2 separate regions of the Mus musculus genome follow, and region 1 is linked to region 2. Evidence: chromatin contacts called from public Hi-C data. All regions are on one chromosome and are shown on one strand. The core of a region is the stretch at or near the end of the contact, and the rest is flanking DNA. Distances in the headings are between cores, read along the strand shown. Region 1 holds the start of Invs (inversin). Region 2 has its middle 23 kb from the start of Gm42283.

The links. Hi-C and Micro-C count contacts between places; a contact is called where the count stands out from the background.
Region 1: a contact with region 2 is called in a Hi-C map of cortical neurons, with 2.2 times the contacts expected there. The contact joins the promoter of Invs here to the enhancer-like site in region 2. A contact is called at or near these places in 2 of 39 promoter capture datasets (hippocampal neurons and neural stem cells), 1 of 484 Hi-C or Micro-C datasets (cortical neurons) and 10 of 115 datasets of contacts at active chromatin or transcription factors (bone marrow-derived macrophages, cardiomyocytes, embryonic basal ganglia and 6 more).

Annotation. Positions count from the first base shown.
Region 1 is chr4:48,276,543-48,282,626 of GRCm38.p6, forward strand. Invs (inversin) reads left to right here and starts at 3,218. Exons shown (of 17, transcript NM_010569.4): 1 at 3,218-3,433. Erp44 (endoplasmic reticulum protein 44) reads right to left here and starts at 3,047. Exons shown (of 12, transcript NM_029572.3): 1 at 2,842-3,047. The coding sequence starts at 2,898.
Region 2 is chr4:47,514,571-47,520,212 of GRCm38.p6, forward strand. No RefSeq gene overlaps it. Among named protein-coding and RNA genes, the nearest start is that of Gm42283, 23 kb to the left of the region's middle. Within about 2 kb of position 4,076, at least 17 of the 459 cell types and tissues checked have an H3K27ac peak or open chromatin away from gene starts, as enhancers often do. A contact at or near this core is called in cortical neurons and hippocampal neurons, where this site is marked.

The DNA of each region.
Region 1 (6,084 bases), core at 1,968-4,467, 760 kb after region 2:
AACAAAAGCAACAGTAATGAAGGTATTAGCTTATAGAAGCCCAGGACTACCAGAGCTAGTAACAACCTAGAGTCTTAGAATCAAGAGATTAGTGAGATGACATCGTCAATAAAACAACTGGAATAAAGGGTTAAAATCTCTAAAGTTAACAGAGAATATCTGACACAACTCCATTCAGATTTATCCATCCCTCTCTTACCTCACATTTTCAAAACTTACACACGACCAGCGCAGAGAGCACAAGCTAGGGAAGGTAAGCAGAAAAGAAACCGCTTCAGTTCTCAAGCAACCTGTCTCTGACACAAAGGAGAGAGGGCCAATAGCACTCAATGAAAGAGTCATCACAGAGTCTGTGGTTTGATGCCCATGCAGGAAGGCTTTCAAGGCATACAGTGATGTAGTCTAGAATACTTTTTTTCCCCCTAGAATACTTTTGAGATAAGGGGAAAAAAATTGTCATTTGATTCCTGAAATTTAGTGTTATAACTTCAGCTATTATTTTATGATCCCTACATATTTAAGAAGGTCTTAGTAGGTCTTTAAAACTGAGGTAGAGTGCTTCTTACTATGGTAAGAGGATATATGGATGTTGAGAGCCAACCACTTAAGGGAAAAAATGATGACCTAAGCTAAACGGGAGCTGGAGTTTTCTATGTCTGCCTGTGAAAGGCATCAAGTTGAAGCCTGAAGGGAACTCAGAGGATTATTCATTAGACAGGTGGGATACTGAGTAAGCAGGTTCCGTCACTGTGACTGAATTAGCAGTCAGACAGGCTACACACTGTTGAGATTAAACCAATGCTCTATGAATATTTGCTAAGCTAGTTTAAGACGAGTTTAAAATGATTAGAACTAAGTAAGCAAATACTATGCTCACATGGGCGCTAACTTGACTTGTGCTTCTGGTTTATGAGAACTTCTGAGGCTTTGCTTTCAGACCATTCATCTTCACAGGAGTTCTCTGAAATGGCTTCTGGGCTTCTTCTGGTCCTATCATCTATCTTTGCTTGGAAAGACAAACACACAATGTGTTTTTAACTAGACTTTAGGAAAATGTAGGCTTTATTGGAGAAGAAATCTTCACTTAGGTATTTAACAGGGTTGATAAATTCTCTAGAAAAAGTCTGTGTTACTTAGAAATAAATGTCCTCATTCTGTTTGGTTTTGTTTGTTGGTTTTTGAGACAGGGTTTCTCTGTATAGCCTTGGCTGCCCTGGACCTCACTCTTCTTAAACTTAGCTCTAGTGACATTTTCCTACAGAAATGTTTCAATGTTTCAATTTCTTAAGAATGTTGATCTTTGAACTTCTCAGTCACCTAAAAATAATTTCTAACAGACAACTCTTTTTAAGGCTGAGGAAAAGATTAGTAATTAGTATCCTTAAGAAGTATATGGCCTCTTATTAATGCAACAGTTCTAGAAGGTGCCACAGTACATAATAACACACATACACACACACACACACAGAGAGAGAGAGAGAGAGAGAGAGAGAGAGAGAGGAGGGAGGGAGAGACAGAGAGACAGAGAGTGACAGAGACAGACAGAGAGAGAGAAGAGAGAGAGAGAGATCCTCTATATAGAAGTAATTTACTGCTATATACTTACAAGTGCTAAGAAGACATATGTGGCCTCGTTTATACACAACTGTAGCCTTCAGAACTATTTTCATTTCATTTAGTTTACACTACTTTATTTTGAAAAAAGCAGAGTATTATATATAGCTTTTTAAAAAATGGCTTTCAAGCCATAATGAGAATGAAAAGTATTTTAAGTGCAGACATTAAACTTTTTATGTGATACGGGGGAATACACACTACAAATTAAGAAATCTATTTCTAGACTCAGTTTCGCCTGTAACCAACTACACAGCTTCTTGCAAGTTAATTATTATTCTTAAGCTGTGAAGAAAGTAATTTATATTCAATGATGCTAATCTTAGCTTTCTAAGAATCTACCACAATTCAAGTATTCTCAAATGCTGTCATTACGGTCCAATTAAATTCCTCTCATGTTCACATATGGAGTTAGACCTTCAGTTTTTGTCTCAATTTGACCTTAAGAAGAGGCCAAGTAAGTTGCATACTCAAGATAGACTTCAGAAGAAGAACTGGGGGAAGATTCTTTTCTAAGATGGGATGGTGTTGGGCAGGCAGGGAAGTACCAAGCACCTAGGTATGCAGGAGAGCTGGTTATTCTCCAGTTCAGAGCACTGACCAAGATTTATGTATGCTTCTAGGGTGCAGAGGTTGCAACAAGGCTAGCAGGAGGCTCTAGCAGAGCCTGTCAGATAATCACATCCTCCACCTTTTCAAATTCCTATTCTCCCAGTCGACACCAAACCAGACTCCAGTTCCGGGTTTCCAACCAATCACATTAAGCCACAACAGAGGGCTTTGCCAGCCGGTTTCAAGGATCCAGAGAGAGATTCACACGACCCCAACACCTGTCGGCTTCTAACGCCCCTCCATGTGGGAGAAAACATTAGGTGTACCCTAGGTCCCTTAGGATTCTGGTGCCCCAAGCAGGTCCTCAACGTCCACAAAACTGAAACGAACTCCAGGGGCCTCAGCGGTGACCTCCCTCCCACGGATCACTCACTCCCCCCAAGGCGAATTCTCCTATTTGCAGGTTCCAAGCCCTGACTGTGCTTTCGCAGGCCTTGTGGACCGCAGGCTTAAGGAGCCAAAAGAACGGCCAAAGTGAAGGTAGTGCCCGGGGGTGCACGCCTCGCCAGCGGAGGAGAGTCGAGGCAAGCAGGGGGCTGCACCGTTCCCCCTCGCGGAGGGCGGGAGGCGTTCAGGGACACAGTCGGAGGGTTTGTCACCCCGACATACACTCACCAGGAGCAGCAAGGAGCATCTGAGGTCTGCTAAAGACAGGAAGACCGCAGGATTCATGGTAACGACGGGGTCGACGGCGGGGTCAGGAGGTGGCGGCTGGGACTGGACCGGGCTAGAAAAGGGCTGGGCTCCGGGGCCGGCGGCAGCGGCACCTCGTCCTCTCGACCCGGAGCTCCAGCGGCGAACACCCGGGACAACTTCCAGAGAGGCCTCTCACGCCCTCACTTCCGGGTCCTGCCCATCTCGAAGCACGTCGGGAAATGTAGTCCATACTGTAGTTTCATTGACCATGTCATCGGAGAGCTGGGACTCTCTTTCCCAGTAAGCCCTGTGCCCACGACGGCCAAGCCATCTGTGCGCGGGGCTCTTCGGGATTGGAAGGGACCGCGTACCTCTGTGCCTCCGGGACGGGAACTACAATTCCCAGAGGGCTGTGCAGCCTGGAGCCCCAGGCTACTTCTTCAGAGCTCCCGGGCTCTAGTGTCCTGGGGTCTGTTCCTGTGGGCGCAGTGGCCTGGCTTGGCGGTAGGGGCGGCCCCGTGAGGGTTGTGCCTCCTGGGGCGGCCCCGGGACGCCATTCTTGGAGTCAGGGGTGAGTAGGAAGCGGTCCAGCATCGGCGGCTCGGGTAGGATGGAGAGCACCGCCCCGGGCTGCTGCTGCGTTTTCTTGGCCCGCCTGATCTGAGGTGTGGCCTGAGCCTCCATCCCTGGCCTCCAAGCTGCTGCCTCTTCTTTCTGTGCTACTTCCTCCGTTATATAAGGAGAATCACCACTGGGGCTTCGGTCAATCACTTACCCAGGGTTGTTTCAGAGGGTCCGTGAAACGAAGAGAACAGGGATGGGAAAGCATGCTGTAAACTGTAAAGCGCAGTGCCCAAGTGGCCGTGACCACTTCTTACAGTACAATTACGAAGTAACCAAGTAATAAAGGATTTTAACTTGGTGTATGGTAGCTTTCCAGAATCTTCTGTGAACATCCAGCTAGATCCACGTGCCTGGAAAGTTAGCCACATCATCACTACTTAGGAGGCATTCTTCATTTGTGATTCTCCCTACTCCAGTTCTTTGCTTCAGCCTTCCTGCTGCCTGAAGTGGCCTTACCCTTTTTCTTTCTGGCTTGCCATCTCAAGTGTCACCACTTCTGACATTTGATTCCCCTGACATCTGTCACAGTCACCAAATCTTTCTTCCTAAGCAGAATTTCTTTTTTCTGTGTGTGAGCTCAGCACCACTACGTTTGCATAGCAGTAATTAGAGTGTTTATTGCACAGGCTTATTTTATAATTATTTAATGATGATGATACATTTTAAAGCACTAACAAAGTGGCTTTGATTTCTTTCTATAAAAAATTATTTATTGGGGTGGGGACAACAAGGAAATGAGCATCTCTGCTAAAGGAGAAGAAGGAGGAGGAGGAAGAGGAGGAGGAGGAGAAAGAAGAAGAAGAAGAAGAAGAAGAAGAAGAAGAAGAAGAAGAAGAAGAAGAAGAAAATGATGAAGAACTAGCAACAGCACCTAGAGGAATGGCTTTCCCAGGGAGACAAAATTAAAGTGTAGTGGAGCCAATACTTAAACCCACTATTTCCTAAGGCAGTGGCCTTATCAATGTAACATTCATCATGTTCTCTGACCAAACCCAAGTTTCATTAAAATAAGAAATTGATAAACAGTAGGATTGGTTATGGTGGTATATGCTTGTCCTCCCAGCACTTGAGAGGTTGAGATGGAAGGATCAGGAGTTTAAGGCCAGTGTGGGCTACATAATAAATTCCCAGGCAACCTAGTCTTTGAATTTCAAGACCCTATCTTTCAAAAAATAAAGGGAGAGAAAAGAAAGAAAAGAAAGGAAGGAAGAAAAGAACAGAACTCATTATTCCCTGAAGCTAAACTTTGGTCTGATTTACCCTTTGGACTTGAGACTCACCCATGACATTTCATAGCTTTCACTTAGCACCAGCTGAATACCTATTACTGTGCTGACTGCTAGAATTGTGGTTAAGCAATATAATTATTAAAGAAATAGAAATAACTATTTTAACATTTTTCAAAGTAGCAAGTAAGGTTTTTTTGTGGTCTAGCAGGCCTAAAACTCTGTTCACGTTGGATCCACAATGATGTTTTAGAATTCAGAACAGTACCTAGAATAGTTGGCACTCTACTTGTTAAATAAACAGTTAACCGTTTTAATTTTTCATATTTACTAAGATCTAAAGACACTCTGTGATCATTAACACAACTGAGCCAGGAACTCAAATGTAGTCTACTTTCACTTCACTCATTGTTTTGTAGTCTCTCAAGTGATTTTGCTACAATCCTACATGACACTCTTCGTTCTACCATGTCAGACATGCTCAGACAAAACAGAAGTGGCTCCCAACACTTCTGGTTTTTTGTTTTTTTTTTTTTTTGCCAGATGTTTACTAACATTGTCAGCAAATTAAATGAAAAGCTAACCTTTACTATAATTTACTATTTTCTAAATTAGAACAATTCAATAATCCTTGTCAGTTTCGAAAGAACTACGTCAGAAACATATGCAAGCATGTTTAAGGCTTTCTACAATGTCAGATTTTAGTAAATGACAATAAAATCACAAAGTATAATGGTTCCAATGGTAGCCTTTTGCTAGCTAATCCCACCTACTTTGGTAATCTGGCCAGGGCATATGTAGTTTGTTTTTTTTTTTATTCTGATCTCAATTACTATTATTAACTCTCATATCAAAATGGCACACAGTAAATATGCAGATATGTGGTTTATAGAATGAATACAATGTAAAGAAGCTATGACAGTGCAAGCTCAGGAGTGGGCTGATCAAAAATTCAAGCATATTCTGTCTTGATAAGTAACAACCCTAAAACAGTTTTAGAGCAAGCCGTTGGCTGTTCAAATCAGACCACAAGAGAGTCAGGGTAGAGGGCAAAGATGTAGTTGGCTGCAGAAACAAGAGGACAGAACCAGATTAGAAGAGGAATAGTGGATTTGGGTCCAGACAGGCTCATAGGTGGATGGGCAGATAGCAGTCAAGTAGGCCAAGTCAAACACCCAGGGACCCAGCTGACCCTCAAGGAAAGCTAAGAACTGTGCTTGCCAGTCCTTAGTGCACACATCCACTAGAACTCAGAAGATAGTCTGGTGGGGGGTCATTGCCCCTGCGTTGCTGGGTGTCTTCCACCCCATGGTTAGGAAGTTACAACCCACCCTTGGTCTGACATGTCCAGTAAGTGGCTTCCTTGGTATGA
Region 2 (5,642 bases), core at 2,826-5,325:
TGGGAATAAATCTTAGAGGCCATGTAAACTAGCGTGACTGGAGTTTATACCTCTCCTCAGCGCCTGAATGATAATGCAGTTTGAGTGGAGAATTACAGAAATGGCTTCTCTGAGTGAGTCCACTCTTGCCTGCAGACCCCTCTGGGCTCTTGAGGAGGCAGAGACACTGGCATGCCCTTGTGGGTGGCCACCTTATGCTTAAGACATAAGTAGCATGGCAGCCTTACCCTCACTCGGTTTTTCTAGGAGATTTAGAAAATTCTGAGTTGACGGAGATGCACCCAGAGAGACCCAAGGTAGTGAGGGCAGGGCATGAAGGGAGGGTAGGGGTAGCTGCAAAGGGTCAAATTGGGGAGGGGTGTACACATCTGAACCATTCTCTCCCAGACCATATAGGCTTTTAGATAGTTGCATCAAAATCACCGGGCTGGAGTGTGCATAGCCTTCAGAGACTATTTCTAGATTCTGCTTTTCAGATGAGAAGACTGAGGTCTGTTACTTGTACTGAATAATTAATGCAATGTCACAGGGTCAGCCATCCTGTAAGGATGCTCCCATGGACCCTAAAATTCCTTTTTGGCAGTCAAAATCCTGATGTCCATGCCTACACCTTACTTTCATCTATGCGGTCATGTGACATGAGTAGGCTCTAAGTTTTATAGGCTCAGTCTATAAAAACAAACAGAAAGGAACAGAGATCTGTCTGATGTTGTGAGATGATGGGGTGGGCTCATTCACTTCCTGTCCCTTCCCTTCTTCCTTCTTCACAACCACACAATACAGAATATTTTCCTTTATTATATTATTATTATTATTATTATTATAATTATCATCATCATCATCATTACCATCATTATTTTGTTGTGGTGGTGGTGCTGTAGTTTTAAGACAGGTTCTACCCTAGGCTAGCCTTGAACTTGTGAAGTGCAGGGATTACAGGCATACATGATCACGTTCAGCTTAGCTATTTTTATTCTTAGTATAAAGAGGTAAAAACAGGGGTCTGGGGCTGTAGTCAGTTGGGAGAAATCTCGTCAACAAACTATGATTCCACCCTCAGCATAACATAACCTAGGTGTGGTGGTACAGGACTCTAACCCCAGCACTTGGCAGATGGAGACAGGAGGATCAGAAATTTAAAGTCAAATTGTATAGTGAATATAGGCCATTCTGGGCTACGTGAGGCCCCGTATTGGAAAGATGAAGAGGAGAAGGAGAGAGGTAGGAAGAGAAGTCTTGGGAGGGGAGGTAGGAGAAGAAGAACCTTAAAACATAAGCACCTCCAGTATAGTCTCATCGTGCGAGGAAGTGGGCCGTCTCTCCACGCTGTGCCTCGAGCAGTTCAGGGAGTGGCAGGAGTCACGACTGCTGCTGGTTCCACTAGGGGTGCAGAGAAGCCCCAGCTCCTGCTCCCTGTCCTGAGACACACCATCTAGAGGGGAGAAGGACATCAACCCAACATACCCAGCCCCACCTTTGTCTTCCAGAGCCCCCACCCCCGTAGTCCTGGAGATTCAGTTAAGGCACAAGCAACGCAGAGTTTCGTATTTGATCTTCGAGCCCTAATTTCTTCATTAAAAAGGAAATCCTCTTTAATGATTTAAAAACCTTTTCAACTCAGAGTATACTTCTGGCTGATTTCCTTACTTCTATTTGTTTATCAAATTTATAGCATTTGTGTAAGATTTTTAAAAAAATCTGCATAGATGTCTTTTCTATTAAAAGATGTAAGATGACTTTTCTTCAAAAGGATACGTAGCTAGCAATAAACACCTGCATTACGATTTACATGCCAGACAGCTGTCGGAAAGAATATGCTTGAGTCCACCTCAGTCCTCAGGGCATGCATCTATCTGTGCTGGGGGTTTGTAAATGGTTCATAATCAACCACTGAAGAACCGAGACATGGAGGCAATGGCTCAGATGAGTCAGGGCTAGATGTTGTAGATCTGATTTAGTTTAACCTAACAGTGTGTGCTAGGGGTTATTGAGCATTTCTCAAGAAGCCAGGGGAGGGCACAGTGAAAAGTCAAATTCTAAATGTGTAGAAAAGAGGGTGGAGAATGGCAGGGGCCGTCTATCTAAGTCTATGCAGATGACCCAGGGCAGCTATGAATGTAGCTGATTCAAAATCACAAATTTAAAGAATTATGCGACTTGACCCCCTGGTTTTTAAAAGATGTGACTCAATTGCATGGTTTTCATGCATGAACCATGAAGATAAAACGTGAAATAAAGAAGTTGGGTATGTCTGATAGAGCTTCAGGTTCACTACTAGTGAGGACGTCAGAGCTAAGTCATCCACAGATTTGTGTCATTTTCTCATTCTTTATCAATAGCATCTTGACATTGTTTGGGATTCCTCTGTGCCCAGGGAAACAACTTCATTCCTGGTCTCCCTTGCATCTGAGGGCAGTCACGAGCATGGCATGGCCTGTGCAAGTGGAGACTTTGTTGGGATTTCAGGAAAGCTTTTCTTCCCTGAGGGAGGAGCTATCTCTTTCCCCAACCCCTTCCCCCCTCCTCACTTTCCTCCTCCTCCTCCTCCTCCTCCTCCTCCTCCTCCTCCTCCTCCTCCTCTTCTTCTTCTTCTTCTTCTCCTCCTCCTCCTCCTCCTCCTCCTCTTCCTTCTCCGCCTCCTCCTCCTCTTCCTCCTCCTCCTCCTCCTCCTCCTCCTCCTCCTCCTCCTCCTCCTCCTCCTCCTCCTCCTCCTTCTTCTCCCAAATGTGAGGCTGGTCGTGAGCAGCCATCTTGCAGCTCTAAGATGGCCAGTCAAACTGTGAAGACAGATGGCAGGATGGCTCAGTGGTAAAGGCACTTGCTCACTGCCAAGCTTGACAACCTGAGTTTGAGCCCCAGAACCCACAAGGCAGAAGGAGAGAAGTGGCTCCCTCCAGTTGTCTTCTGATCTTGTGCAGCATGACACTTGTATACCCTCCTACTCCACTCCATATAAAAACAACGTGAAAAGAAATTTAAAACTCGTTAAGTAAAAATAACATTCAACTGTCTAATTAGGCACACCAGTGCCTACATCTCTCTCACACACAAACGTGCAGTTCCTACTGACACATTCATGAGTACGCTGGATACGAGGGTACCAGCTCAGAAAGAAGAGGTAGTAGGAGGCTAGAAAGGTTGAGCCCAGCAGTGGCAACTGGCACTTCTCAAAGATTGCTTCCATAAATGCTGGCCTGGTAAAAACAGTCTGGTGTCCTGTGTCTCCAGAGCTCGCCCAGAGAAGACATTGAGATGCTCTGCTGAAAAGCTTCTCTCCATCTCCCATCTGGTTGCACAGCAAGAGGGAGTCCAGCGGTTATCCTGCCCCCTTTCCAGGACCTCCACTTATGAGGCAAGGATGCCACAGTGTGGGTGGGAAGTTACTGTGAGAGTCAAGGGCCTGCAGAGGTTATATACCTTTCTTTTCACACTAGGAAGTCTGAAATTAGATGTAGAAAGACAGGAGTCACATAACAAAAGCTGAAGGAAAAGAGGGGGGCTGCTGAACTGGTCTCTGACAACTGTGCTGAAGGAGATGGGTTGATTTGGGCAGGCAGAGGGCACAGCATTGCAAATGCAGGAAGCAGAAATGGGCTGAGAATTGCTGCACAAAAGCAAGGGGGACCTGAAGAGCAAGCCAGAACCTAAGGACTGTCACACTGTAAAGAATGGGATGGCAAACTCAGGGCAAAGGGAAATGGCAGGGTGTGAGGTGTTTATGCCCATGCTGCGTTGCCCTGAAGGTGATGTAGGGAACACGGAGGTGGCGGGAATGTTTCCCTACTGTTGAGGATGAATTCTTTAAAGCAGCTCCTTCCCAGGTTTGGAAGCTAGAAGTTGCTCTACAGCACAGATCTGGAAGAATCCGAGGCCAGCCTCCCCTTTCTTTCTTCCCATCCACTCACTAATGCTTCTGCGCATGCGCTTGCACACACACACACACACACACACACACACACACACACACACACACACACACACACACACACAGAGCATCTTTCTACCCCGCGTGGCAGGGCCATAGAGAACATCGTTCCCGGGTAATGAGACAATTAGCTCCTTGAATTCTTCCTGCAGGAACAAATCCGGGCCCCCATGGCATCTGTCCCCTCCTGTTCCTCCAGCTGGCCTCCTTGCCATGTGCACCCCCTCCCGGAACCAGGCCTGGCCTCCTGCCCCTGCCCACTTGTGCTTGTGCCTTACTGGAGCTTAGGGTGCAGGGCTGGAGCTCTGGTGTGTGTGTGTGTGTGTGTGTGTGTGTTGGGGTGGGGAGTTAGGGTGGTGGTGGTGGAATGGGGCTCATGGTGAGGGACTGGAGCATGTGGTGCAGAGCTGGAGCTCCTGTGGTGGGGTGGGGTCAGGAACAGGTGCTGGGGTGTGGAGCTGGGGCTGGAGCTCACAGCATCCAGAGCAGCAAGGAGTTGCAGGCAGGCTGCCGGTGGCGTGATGGAGGCCTGTGCCCCTGAGCCACGAACCCAGCTGCACAGTTCTCCTGTGGGGCTGGCAGTCACTTCTTCAAAGCTGCTCTGCAGCGAGGTGGCATATGGCCCCCTGACAGAGCAGCTGCTGGGGAAGAAGCCGCCGAAAGGAAGCCTTGGGGGATAAATACAAGAAGCGCATGTCACCACGCAGCGCCCGAAGCGGCCCCGGAGCTTCTCCGGAGGAACGTGGTTTTAGATGATGTGCGAGGGCCTCTGCCTTTAGAATGTTTCTCACCATCATCGCGGAACTAGAATATCACTGGACACTTACTAGGAACCAGACAGCTCTGTATTCTGCTTTAGAGGAACCATATCATGGATTCCTTTGAACATCCCTCCGGAGAACTCTGGGTGTTCCCATGTTGTAGAAGAGCACACCAAAGGTCGAGAGAGAACTTCAGGATTTTATGCTGTCCCGTGGCTTATGAGCGACCTGTGGCTGACTCTAAAGCCTTCAGTTGACTTCTCTTTTGCGGCTTGAGGCCATAGCCATCTTGGTCAGAGCATCTTGTAGACTTGGTAGTTAGGATGCCAGGCCTGGTGTCATTTGCAAAAACAACTAGAACACACACTCTCCTATCTGAGGTTCGGAGAGTAAGGGCAGGCATGGTCACCTGGCATTTCTAGCTTCTAAAACAGGGGTGGCATTCTGTGGAGTAATTTAATAGAAATATATGGAGAATGAACCATGCCTGGGGGAGCTACTTTCCCATTTTGCAGGTAGGTAAACAGGGGATTGGGGCTTTGCCTAAGGCCTCATTATAAGCCTGCCAGAGAGGAGACTTGGGCTCCGAGCTTCACACTACACATCTTATCCTCTTTGCTTTGCCTGGAGTGGATCATATTAAGGAAGGAGCCTTCTTAGCTGGAGGAGGAGGGAAAAGAAAGAACAGGAAGTCATGACTGTAGCTTATTCTTGACAGTGGCTGGTATCTCTACACATCTCCAGGCTATAGAGCTTGCAGACTGATTCAAAGAACATCTAGATTGAGCTAAAAGATACTGTGATTTTTTTTCACTTGTCCTCAACTCTGTTTGTAACCCAATTCCCAGAGGCCCCAGGAACTTGTGGGTCGGTCCCTCTCTCTCCATTCAATGCCACTTCTCCTGGTGAATCTGCCACCCCAGTTGGGGATCTGGACCTTCCAGACGAGGAGGCAG